Linked DNA regions of Gasterosteus aculeatus: region 1 is linked to region 2. A link is a contact called in public Hi-C data. All regions are on one chromosome and are shown on one strand. Each heading gives the region's core, a stretch centred on a gene start, on an enhancer-like site or on the middle of the called end of the contact. The rest is flanking DNA. Distances are from core to core; before and after follow the strand shown. Region 1 holds the start of rab18a (RAB18A, member RAS oncogene family). Region 2 overlaps mpp7a (MAGUK p55 scaffold protein 7a).

What was found. A called contact is a pair of places that touch in the nucleus more often than the background predicts.
Region 1: a contact with region 2 is called in a Hi-C map of skeletal muscle, with 2.7 times the contacts expected there. The contact joins the promoter of rab18a here to the enhancer-like site in region 2. A contact is called at or near these places in 2 of 6 Hi-C or Micro-C datasets (both in skeletal muscle).

Annotation. Positions count from the first base shown.
Region 1 is chr21:8,632,393-8,638,526 of fGasAcu3.hap1.1, reverse strand. rab18a (RAB18A, member RAS oncogene family) reads left to right here and starts at 2,362. Exons shown (of 7, transcript XM_040166900.2): 1 at 2,362-2,662; 2 at 4,571-4,626. The coding sequence starts at 2,595. It overlaps itgb1a (integrin, beta 1a), which reads left to right. Exons shown (of 16, transcript XM_040166899.2): 16 at 797-2,043. The coding sequence ends at 862.
Region 2 is chr21:8,443,931-8,450,787 of fGasAcu3.hap1.1, reverse strand. mpp7a (MAGUK p55 scaffold protein 7a) reads right to left here. Exons shown (of 17, transcript XM_078096984.1): 2 at 4,067-4,225. The coding sequence starts at 4,103. Among protein-coding and RNA genes, the nearest start is that of LOC144390473, 15 kb to the left of the region's middle. Within about 2 kb of position 4,132, at least 2 of the 9 cell types and tissues checked have open chromatin away from gene starts, as enhancers often do.

The DNA.
Region 1 (6,134 bases), core at 1,113-3,612, 190 kb before region 2:
AACTCAACATTCATCCCAGGAATGGAAGCGAAATGATGGGCTTTATCTGTCATTGTTTCAATGACGGCTTCCTATAAAAGGGGTCTTTAATTATAAAGTGTACACCGGATTTATCACCAACATTCCCTCTTTTCATAATTGTCACCGGACTCTTCTCTTCTTTCATACAGCCATTTTGTGTTCCTTTTTTTCCTGTGTTTTCCCTGTTGAACTTTATTCTGACCTAATTCTTCACCTGTAGCAAGAAAACCCAATATACAAGAGTCCTGTCAATCAGTTCCAGAACCCACAATATGGACGTAAAGCTGATGCCCATTAAGTTTGTATTTCCTCTCCTTTCCACGTCACGTTCCTGCATGGGCTGTCTACGTGTGTCTTGATTTCACTCGGTCGATACCTTTTCTTTTCGTTTCTTTTCAGAACACAAATAGGTGGTAATAAGAGAAATGTTGCCTCAAAAGTTGTAAAACATACGTGCATGAGTGTGCTCGGACAATCGATACAGCTAAAAGATCACAAAACTTTAGTGTGAGGTTATTAAGAGTATAAATGATGTTTTAAATACGATGAAAAACTGGTACCTCCCCATATTTTGTAATCCATCACAAAAGCATGGCTGTGTGCTAAGGGTGATCCAAATGATTAACTTGTACAGTAACTGAAGGATGTTCGGTTTGTTTGCTGCATTGGTTTTTCTGTGTGATTTGATAAATGCGTCAGAAAACCTCTAACAAAAACATGGCATTTTTAGTCCTGAGTAATAACGTGATTTCTTACTTTTGTTTCTCCTCTCCAGGGTGAAAATCCCATCTACAAAAGTGCTGTCACAACGGTGGTCAATCCCAAATACGAAGGAAAATGATGACATCATAATTTTTAATGAACTCTACTATCAAGTTTGGAGGGGGGGGGGGGCTGTGGTCGAATTTATGTAATGTCCTCTTATGCTTCACCAGTATAACACACCATGCGGCCACTGCATCATGCGTTTTTACTAACACTAACAATTTATATGCATTTGTTCTATTCGGGATGTACAGTATGAGTATATATTTTAATTTGCTTATTTGGAAAAAGAAAAATAACATGAAGGTGTCTTTTTCCTGCTGGAAGACTGTTATGGGCACAGGATTTATATTTTAGTTTTGAGCAACACCATGTGGACACTATGTATATAGGATGTATGTGCAAGAACCTCTCAGCTTCTCTGTGTGCTCGTCCCTCTCTGTGCACTGACATCCTGTGGTCAGACGGGATTTAGCTTTAATGTGTAGCTGTCAGCCATAGTAGCACATAAGGCCAGTCAGTGTGAGAGAGTCTGTGTGTGTGTGTGTGTGTGTGTGTGTGTGTGTGTGTGTGTGTGTGTGTGTGCGTGTGTGTGTGACTGAAAACATAACAACTGCAAAAGGAAGTATTGAATAATGTCACATTATAACTTGGACTGGACGATTACGTTGAATCAGAGGATACTATACAGCGGTTGTAAATGTAGTTTTGATCTGCAGCTTGGAGACACATTTTATTGCACTCTTATTATGAACTGTTATCTATTCTAAGAGTAAATACATAGGATGAAGATTAATATCAATTATCATCATTCAAATTATTGATGTACTATCACAAAGGAACTGTATAATACTTGTTAAAATTCAGAAAGTGTGAGCAATTGTATATTAATGACACAAAGAACTGATGAATATTGTCGGGCTTGTTAACTGCAGTAACCCTCTCAGGTCCTTTCCTGTATGATCGTCAAGTACGCCAAAAACATGTTTTACGTTAACTTGTTCCGTGAACTGTAGAACTTGTTCGTGTGAGTCAAATTTGTCAGTGACATTTTTTATGTTTCTTTGAGATTGTAAGACTCAGACAGGAGTATTGGTTCGGACGTCACGTGAATCACCTCGCTTTCACCTACCAAGCGCTTTCGAAGTACAACACACAAGCCGTTACACCATTTCTTTCAAAGTGCCTTTTGTTTTAATACTTTGTTCTCTCCCAATACGGTTTGAGTTATTTATTAAATAAAATACAAAAACTGTCTGTCGTTCTCCCTGTCTATCACTATAAGATAACACATGTTCTATGATAAATCTCAGATGCAAATCTGGAGTAAGATTAATAAGAGTAAATAATGGACAAACTAATTTTTATTAATAGTTTATATTAGTAGTTCGAATAATATTGGAACGTGTGACATAATGATGAAGTCAATAATCAATAGACATTTTACTGATACTGCAACACTGGCAGAAACATGTCGGATACCAATTTGGTCTAATTTCTTAGTAACTCACACACATTTGAGTAAATTTTATACTAAAAAGTTTATGATGCAGACATTGTTTATTGAAATGGATATGAATCCCAATGCGGCGGTCTTTGTTGTGTAATGAGAACATGCGTGCACGTTGTAGCTCTATCGAGCGGAAGTGCCAAAAAGTCGTACCGGATGAGATCAGAGTGAGACCTCTCACCGAGGCGCGCGCTGTCTCTGCTGCCAGCTGTAAACACCAACGAGAGGTACGAGCGTCGCTTTAAACAGGCTGCCGGAGCCGTTCATCGACAGTAGCACGTCTCACCGCTCAAGGAACATGGAAGACGACACACTAACGACGCTGAAAATATTGATAATAGGAGAAAGTGGTGTCGGAAAGTCCAGGTAAGCTGTAACATAAGATAATTATCTCCAAGAAATGAATGTCGTGGCACCCCGCTAACGTTAGTAAGCTAACTACTGTTGGATTAGCAGTCAACGTTATATATAGTGAGGTGAAAATATAATGCGTACTTTAACATTACGAAGACAGCTCGACTGCTTTTCTTTGACATAAACACTCCAGCTGTTATATTCTGAGATAACACGGCTTGGTGGTGTGCTAGCTGTCCGGCTAACCTCGCTAGCCTCCAGTGTGTGACATCATCTTTGTTCACGTCTGAAGATGTTGCGATCTGACGTCACTCCTTCCAGCCTGTGTCGTGGCTACGCGGCCATGGGTGAGGACAGTTATATAAGCCTACATTATGTTAGAAGAAACACACTATGTGGACACACTGTGTGTTATAGTGATGGCTGGATCTGATCTTACTGCATTGTAGCTTCTCAAGGATGAGCTGGTTCAACAGGCGAATGTCGAAATAGTTTACTGTGATTCTAGTCATGTTTTAGTGACTATGATTATGCCGTGACTATAATATCCGAAGCAGACTGCTCTTCTTTTTACCAATATGATTCTGGCACTTTTGTATTGTGTAGTATGCCAAAATGGTGCGTATTCGTGTTTGCTGGTCTCCAAGACTGTGGTCTGGACTGCGTGAAAGAATGCAGACAGGCAGCCTGAGCCATCAACCATCACATTGCACACTGTGTTATTGAGCACAGCTTGCCTTCCATTGTCTTATCACGGCATGGAGGTAATGAGTTGCACGCAGCTCTGGGGAAAGCTTCATTACAAGTAAAACCGTCTGGCCAAAGATGATCTTCCACCTCAGAGTGAGAACAAAGCCTCCGGCTGTTACACTAATGCTTGTATTGCATTGTGTAGTAATCACAGGATTCGGGTCTTCACCATCATGTAATGTATGCATATACACTCTTCGTTTTAGCCCACACGGTTGTTGGACACCTCAAATGTTTGCTTCCTCTATTCAGCTTTTGGGGTATTATCCTTGTATTGTAACCTCTTGGGTCTGTGCCTATTTTGGTTTAAGGGTAGAAACATCCTCTTCAATAAGAGCTAGTTTACTTTCAGCTCTGTATTGAGCACAGATGAGAAACACCATAACATTGACCTGCGTCTGCTTATACTTCCAGAAAACAGCTGCTAGTACATAATTGGGGCCAAGAGCATGCTTTCCAGAATTACCTTTAAATTGGCTTTTCCTTAATATAATAAACAAATGAAACTATGAATAGTTTCAAATGTCATTTAAATTATCCTGGGCCTTTAGCTATTGTCAAGCAGGTACACCGGCCAGGCAAAGGTTTAAATAGCACATATATTTCATCTGTTTCCTTCTATTTGGTTGTAGCCCTTAAATCTCCAGGGAAACGTCTGCTTGGCGAGGAATACACAAGCTTTGTTTTACCTGATCAACCAGCCCACGCAGAACACATTTCTAACTTGGCAGTCTCTGAGCCGAGCTCATCGGCTGCATCCCTCCTGATAATCCTTTAGGAAAAATAAGAGAATTATGCTCGGTTCAAGTGAAAGGAGTCTACTTATCCTCATCATCAGCACAGTGATTAAGGCCTTTGCACTCGATTAGTCATAGTTACGTGAACCCTGTCCCTCTGAGTGAAATCTAGCGGTGATATCATCTCGAATATGATCTCATCATATTTGCATGACGCAATATGAGGACAAAGACATCAATAGAAAGAGATACAGATACGGAATTGGACGTGGCGGGTGCCATAAGACTGGTTACGTGAACAAAACAAATGGAAACCTGTTTACAGACCAAAAGCTTCAATCTGTGGAGTAGAAGTACGGGATGAATTCTTTCTGCTGTGTTTGTTAGTGATTCATAGTGAGTCCTAAAGAAATTATTGTTCTCTTTCCGACAGCCTCCTCTTGAGATTCACAGATGACACATTTGACCCAGAGCAAACGGCAACAATAGGTGAGTGACCATGAAGTCTGTTTATTAAATAGTCAAATAAAAGGGAGGTTTGTGCTCGTTATCAGTGGAGTCAATAGGAGCGACACACTTTAATGGTCTAAACTCAGACCCCAGGGAGTTGTATACAAACAAGCAACACATTTTGGTTACTCATGAAAAGGCGTACAAAATTGTTCACATTTATTCCATTAGGTCATTGAGAAATATTGTTACCCACGTCATATCATATATATTTTTTAATGAGGTTGCAGTTTACACGATTCTAGTGACAATTGGATTTTCTAAGTAGTCACCGACCGCCTGAGAGGGGGGGGGTTATCCTGCGGACGCACTTCCTTCGATGATGACACAGTCGCTTTGTTGTTTATTTTTGGAAAACAAATACATAACGTGACGGATAGCACACATTCATGACTGCTGAATATACTTTCTCTGCAGGACTGATTTGGTCGCCAGAGTTAAGGATGCCAATACCATGAATATAGTAATCAGCATAAGTATAACGTAATGTAGCGCAATTTTAGCGGTGAATAAAAAATGCCTCTCACCCCCTCTCCTCCCTTTTCCCACACTAAACTTCGGACAAACATTCATCCCCATTACCATCCCCAACACCATGTAACTCAATTATCGTAAACGACAAAAGAATGGCACCAACAATTGACAATTGGCTCCTACAGGAATGTTCAGCTAGATTGTATTTTATACATATCCATATACAACAACACATCACTAAATATGACCTCAATAACAATATGCAGTTAAATTCACACCTTTTACAAAAGAAAAACAAATAACTGGTTATTACAAGCTCTATAAAGGCACAATATGTGGCTTGGGTATAACTAGATTGCAAATATTGTTCCAAGCAATGTAACCAGGGAGTGTAAACCAATAAAAGATTAAATATAGCATAGGACATTGTTCATGTAGTCAGCCATGCTGAGGCTGCTGGCAGATACTTCACATCTTACTGAACAAAGAATTCAATTAAATAATTATGCAAATAATTAAATATCTGAATTGTTTTTCTTTTATGTACTGGGATCAAAATCAAGCTGGCCAAGTTCCCTAATGTGGGCTGTCAGCAGTAAGAAGGTGTGAGCACTTGGCGAGCTGGAAGTATGCTACCATAGTACCACATGGTACACACAGCCACAGAGCCACAGAGTGGTTTGATTTATTTAAGTCTACGAGGTGTTTGGAAAACATTCCTGCAGCAGGAGTCTATTCTTCTTCTCCCGGGACATTTTGAACTTAGTGGTACGTGATTTAGTAATTATGTGGAGGCTTTTGCAAATTTCTGGTGCAACTGTAAATTCAGCTATGAGGACACACCTGCTTTAGCCACCTTTTTTAAAGCATTTAAGGTACCCATTCATTAAACAACTCCAGATTGCCACTCTTACTGATGAATTGGAATGTTGAAGTTTCCTAGTTAGGGGATTATTTTTTAGCTCACAGTGCTGTCTGTTTAAGCCACTAAAACCACAGATACCACTAAAAGT
Region 2 (6,857 bases), core at 2,883-5,382:
AAGGACATCCGCCAGATGTTGTTCATCTGTGATGGGAGAGTGATTGATTGAGGGAGCTCCTCGTCCACAGACAACAAGCTGCCATTACTGCACAGCCCTCATCAAGAGCTGGGGCGGGGTAGTACTCCACCAACTACAGGTCTCACGTGACACTGCACGCAGACATTTTCAGACTCATGTGGAACTGGATGCAGGAGGACATTTTAGTGGTCATTAACTCCGAAGGTATATTTCATTCATCATACCTATATACACATACATACATACATCCGTTTTTTTCCTACCATTATATCATATATTATATTACTTAAACCTGAAAAATGAAAAAAAAGTCACAATTTATTAGAAATTTCTTCAATTTCTGCATGATAGAGATTAGGACTTTAGGAAAATTCTATAGGAAAGCACGACAACATTAACTTCTTACGGAAAGGGTAGGGCCTTATAGCAGATAGCAGAGGACGGACCCCTCTGATTGGACAGACGGACTGACTGTCTGTCTGTCTTTTAACCCTCTTAATCCGAAGCCTTTCGCCAGCAACGGAAAGTGACATGGAGGATTCAAATTACCGTGACTCCTTAACTATTTGCACAATCGGCTTCTGAAAGCTGAGAAATGGCGCTTTCTAGATATATTGGCAATCAATAAATCAGTGGCGGGACTGAGAGCCTGTGATGAGGGGGGGAAGTGAGAGCAGCAGGAAGTCACGGAGAGATGGCGATGTTTGTCTTAAAAGTGTCCTACTAGTGTTTCACCATTGTTTTACCGGTGTTTTGTTGTTCAATTATATTTAGGTGTTGTAAATAAAAGTTGTGTTTACCAAATTGACGTTGTGTTTTCCTATTTGCCATTGTGTTCCGACGGTAGCATCAGTTCTTAAATATGAATGGGGGCTCTTTTTCTATATATAAAAAGTGGTTACTTATAAATGCTTCAAAACACAGACAGCCACACTGTGTAAAATAAAAAAATAAAACAAAGTACAGTCAAATTTGGTAACTTAACCTTGCAGCAAACGTAGCTCAGTGGGGAGATAAATCATGTGCAACAGACTGAGGAGTGGGCTGGGTTCCACCATCTGAAGATCTCAGAGTGGGGGCTGAAGAAAGTGAGACCAGTCGGGCCAAACTGAACGAAGGCGCAACGGCTATTGGTCCCCGGCCGAGCAGGGAAGTGACTATACAGAAGTGGTCTGGAGGAGAGCAGCTGCATTGCCGTTAGTTGTGTGTGGGTGTGTGTGTGTGGGGGGGGGGGGTTCAGGCTAATCAGAGCAAAGCTTAGACTCATTGCCTCCACGGAGCAGTCTTCCCATGATCCGGCCTGCGAGGTGTAACAAACACCTAAATCGCAATAAAAAATGAGCTTTTAATTGTGCAAATTAAAAGCTCAATTTCTGTCTCTTCTTGGCCGCCTTATAACAACGTGAACGGTTGTGCGTTCGTAGATCAGATATGCACTGGACAAATGTCTCAAACAGAGCCAGCGTCATCAAGTAAAAGCCCCCGCCGTTAATCTGCTACCAAAGCCTTCATGAAGGTCACACAGTGGAATGACTCCACGGTAACCCAATCACCAGGACACTCTCTCCAACATTCCCCCTGGTCATATATTAAAAAGGTCACTTATCCAACACTTTATTGTTTTTCACATTAATTTTCTCACTTCTTTTTTTTATTTTTCTTTCCCGGTCTCATTTATTAGAATCCAATTCGCACAGAGGCCTTTTGTTTATTTGGGCCGAGAGAGAGAGAGAGAGAACTGGTATGGTTTTACATGTGCCCTGTTTGTCTGCCCACATGTTTGCTCTCCAAACAACTCCAATAATGAGCGTTCTAATAAGATCTACACATCTAAAAAACCTGCTGATGAAATAGAGCTGCTACTAAAGAATGGTTAAATTAATGATAATATTTTCCCCATTATGTTAAAAGCGCCGGCCCGGTACTTCATTTTCTGTGTGTGTGTGTGTGTGTGTGACGGTGTGACTGGGTGTGTGGTGACTGGTGTGTAGATGGCAGGGCTGCTAATGCAACAAAAGTAAGGCCCTGGCAGGATGCAGGCGTGTCTCTGTGATTACTGGCAGCCGGCGCTTGTGGAGGAGCTATTGTTGGTCTCAATGGATGTATGCTCGTTCACAGAGGTGTTGCTGCCTACACGTCTAACGTCTAGGAGTACGCAGGGTCCCGCTTATAGATGCTGAATTAACGTTCTTAATATGCTGCTAAACAGTGGAAACAATTACATTTTGTTCATTCATCTTGAAAAAGAGAATTAGTAGAGGAGAGTGTCTATAACAACTAGTATATATTAAGCTGGCGGGTTAGTCTCTTACAGTAACTAATTAATACAACAGATCTCAGCAGTGACGTGCAGTGTGGGTAGGCACTGCCTACTCTGCCAAAAATCAAACATAAAAATGTTCATCAGAGCATCAAACTTGTATGTGTATCTTTGCTGTTTATTTTTGGGATTTATATATGCAGTATGTGTGTTATTCCAATTGTTTAGACGTTACAATGACATATGTAGCAGTTATGCATAATCAAATACAAAAGAAATGGTAGGATAAGCAGTGCTTTTACTGTTCATTCATGTTGGACGACAAACAAAAAACTTGTGTTGCGCATGCGCACTTCGATCCTGTATTCTTCAACATGTACGGCAAAAAGCACAACTCTGCTGTGCCTTTGCACGTAAATGTGTTATGCCAGTAATCCTACGTTACGTGTCAAACATGGACCAATTCAAATCAATATATTACTGGACATCTGCGCAGTTGATGTCACTACACCAGATACGTTGTAAAAGTTGAAATGACAGCAGCGGTGTCCGCCGATATATCACAGAATTGAGGAATTTCTCCAAACTCTATTTTAATTCCAAAAAGGAGTTCATAGAAAGAGGGAGGTCTATGCTAGCCTTAGATGGACTGCTGCAGCAAAAGGTGTGTGTGCGAGCGAGCAGTACACGATATGTCATCCTGATTGGAAATTTCTTGATATTGACCGTGTTTGCTGTGCTTGTTCATTGTGCGTAACATTTAACGCTACTGTTTCGACGTGTTAGCCTAAACAACAAATTAGGTAATCTGGTTTTGCATAGCCTAGCCCCTTACTGACATCACCACACGTCACTGGATCTCAGATACATCATCTCCACGGAGCGCTCGCTGTGAATTCAACTGAATCACTGCTACGCCGAGAGGAATACCACCCTGTGGCCCCGATGCCCTGTGATCCAAATGCCGGGCCGGCCACAAGTATCAGTGAGCTCACCGAGACCTGTGAGGATTGGCCAGCTAACGGTCATTGTGTTCCACCTGCACAGTCGACTTCACAAGACCATCAGGGGGACAGCAGAGGAGATGGGCCCACGGAGTGTTTACGGGTTTTATTTGGAAACCTGAGCCCACGACGGTAATTGCCCAAAATGACTCCAATCGTAATTGACGGTCTGGCTTTCTACTTTGTCTGCACACATTTTCCAGGACAGAGGGAGCTACGGCAACTCTGTTAAAAGAGCTGAGAAGAGCACACGCTCTTTATCCATCCATCAGATCACAGCTTTTGTCCTTTTTGCTACCCTGCTACCTTTGTTGGGTCCTCTGTGTTTGTGCGTGTTGATGATGTAGTCGACCATTAGGCCAGACTGAGAGGAGGAGGAGGAGAAGAAGTCGTGATTTCTGGCAGTTGGCTTTGTGTTGAAAAGCTTGACGTGCGTACACCCGCAAGTACTTTAGCTCTGTTGATAAACTGTAGGTTGGGAATATTTGCGATGGTGCGTTTTTGGTTGGGGAGTGAAATACAGTGTAAATGGACTTTTCCAACCTCAGTTTTTAGAAGGTGCCCTCGTGTCAATTAAAGATTCAGGAAAAATCTGTTCCAATTTCAAATTGAAGTGGCAGCTCAGTGCCAGGATGTACTGATTCTTAAACATAAATGTACTTCATGTAAATAACCTGATCAAAGTCCGAGATGATTTAATCCGTTTTGTGCACCAAGGGATGGTAGACTTAAAAAATGTGAATGGAAAAAGGACTTTGGCCCAAAGGCGTCCGTACAGTACCTGGCTCGTGGCCGGCTCCGGTGGCCAGCGCGGGCATGGCTCCTGCCGGCCGCTTCCTGGTTTCCCTCGGGCTGTGGAAAGTGGCAGCGGGGTGTCAGAGTGCTGGGCTCCTCCCCAGGGACTGGCTGAATGGGAGCACAGGCTTTATGCCATGGAGCCCTGCGAGGAGAGAACACAGCATTTTAGAGGCTACTTGAGAGATGGCCCACAGGCCACATGCACGCGCGTGTCAGTCCCCAGCGAACACTGTGTTCTGTGTTATGAGAGAGTAATACCTGGCATGCCAGTAACCATGGTAATTTGTGTGTAGGTGAGCCAGAAGTTGACAATAAAGGGCTCACTTAATGGTCCGTGTGTGCATGCAGTACGCTCACAGTAGACTCACGGTGCTAATGAGATAACACGCTGAAAAGGTTGCTTTGAACACGAGACAGCATCACATCACACAGCACCCCACACACACCTTTTATTCAGCGTTCAGCTAAAGACAAAGGAGACTTTATCCGCTGAGGCCAATGCAACAAGCCTGTGAAGCATATCCAAACCTCGAGAAGTCAGAGACAGCAGGCAAAGGAAGACGCGGTTGTCACAGACAAAAAGGCCTCGGCTCATTAAGATCTCCACGCTGCAGTTGCTGACCTCAGAAAGCACAACAAGAGGACGACAACCGAGGCGTGTTTCATGTCCATACAACCAATGTGTATATGACTAAACTATTTTCTGACAAAATTCAGAGACAGCCTCTTCATTTTGCTCTCAAAGAACACCACATTTTTCCAAATGTTTCCACGGTCAACGAGTTAATGACATAATGACATCAACAGCCTCAACAAGCCCAGCTAAGTCCTGCCATCGGCACAAGCTTCATTTGAAACCTTTGGAATGGAAAACAATTAGGTCTGAGCCTTTCGGTTGGCTATTGCTCCTATGGACCGTGGCCCGGTCGAGCTCAGTTACCAGGACCCTACGGCCTTGGGCTCCCTTTAGTGCTCAAAATAAAAAAGAAGCAGCAGCAGGTGGATAGGCCAAGTTTTGTGTCTCTCATGTTGAAGAGTTAGAAGTACTGGATCCGGGTGGACCGTGAGTCCCATCGGACTTTCTGCTGCCGAAGGACGCCGCCAAGACACCTGTTCCCATCTGGCTCTTTGGGACCCCCTGCAATCGATGGTTCATACTTTTGAAATGGCCAAAATGTGGACCGGAGACACTAACCAAATTAGTTATCTGTAGAGAACCTGTCAGTTCGCCCCCGCAGTGATGCACCGGATTTTCTTGTCGTTTTTCCCCTGGATATCCAAACTCACAGAGAGGTTGAGACAAAAATAATAATAATCTGCCAAGACTGCAACCCTCGCAGTGAACCGTACCACGCCTGTCTGATACACTGAGGTGAACTCTGCTCAGGACCCGGCAGACCACAGGAGGAGCCTTGTGGAAAAAGCATAGAAGATGCCCAGAAGATGCCTGAGCAAGCAGGTAAGCAAGTCATTACACAGCGTATCAGGAGAAAAAATGTTTTTGTCTGGATTGATACTTTGAGAATATGGTGCATTCATCAAACAGCACTCAGAGAAGATTGATTTTCCACCAAGAACCCCGCTGCTCTGTCACGCCAGGGCCAATTTGTATGCATGAGCACAAACTGAGAAACAGGAAAAACCTGGTGAAATCATGGAGTCCGTACTGTTCAGCTCCTTGCAGACTTCAATAAAATAGGTTAAGAGGAGCAGCAGAGGAGGGCAAAGGCGCCTCCGACAGTGACCACAAAATCGGTCGAGCAGGCCGGTCTGAACAGAGGACCAAACCCAAGCATGCCAAGAGAACTGACCTGTGCTAAATCAGCTCAGTGTTGACGGAGCACGGTTTTGTCATAAGGCTTTGTGATTGGAATGACAGACTCATGGAAAGACAAGGGACATGAATTCTCTTCAGACATGCCGCACTGTAATATCAGCCCTTTGGTTCCATCCAGAAAGGGGGAGTGACCACATATTTCCAAATCTAAAAGGAATCCATCTTTCCATTTGAGGAGCTTTAAAAAAGAAAAAAGAAAAAGGGGGCCAGTAAGCCATGTCCCAGGGCTGGGAACACCTGTGACTTTTTAACCGGGCTCAAAAGGATCATGATAGACACGGTTGAAGAGACATTCCCCTCTGTCAGAATGCTCCAACCGCATCTGTTCAGATCACACAATATCAGATGGTCGTTGGGGGAGAAAGCGTCCAGAAAGGAGACGCTATGTGGACAAGAGCTGGGGCTCAGTTGATTGCATTTTAACTTCTTCGAATGGTTCTGCCACCATCTAGTGGGAACTTTCCCCACTGCAGGATAAGCCCAGCTGTGACAGGACCTGAAGCCCCCTCTCCTCAGACTAGAGACCCACATGGACGGATGTCAGGAAACGCTGTGTCTGCTTGGTCTTGTTGGTGTGTGAAACTGGAGGTAAAATCAGTGTTTAGAGAGGAAATAGTCTGGAGTGATGGATGGATGGGGGCTAGATGGAAACGGGGAAGTGTGGAAAACGTATTCTTCTTCTCTTTTCAAAAGCAAGCCTCTCCGCCCAGCTGGGAGAAAGGGGCCCGTCCGAAATCTCAGCTGGATGTTGATGAAGTTAGTGACGGGGATAACAGTCCGGAGGCGAAAAACATTAACAGTGTGAAAGTATGGTTTTACTGTTGGACTTTTTGCTTCTTCCCTTCCTCCCGTGGGTGGGCTGCCACCATGGAAGGTTCACCGTTCAGACCACATGGCCAAAAGAGTCTCACACAACGAAGCGTTCGCATTGGGTGGT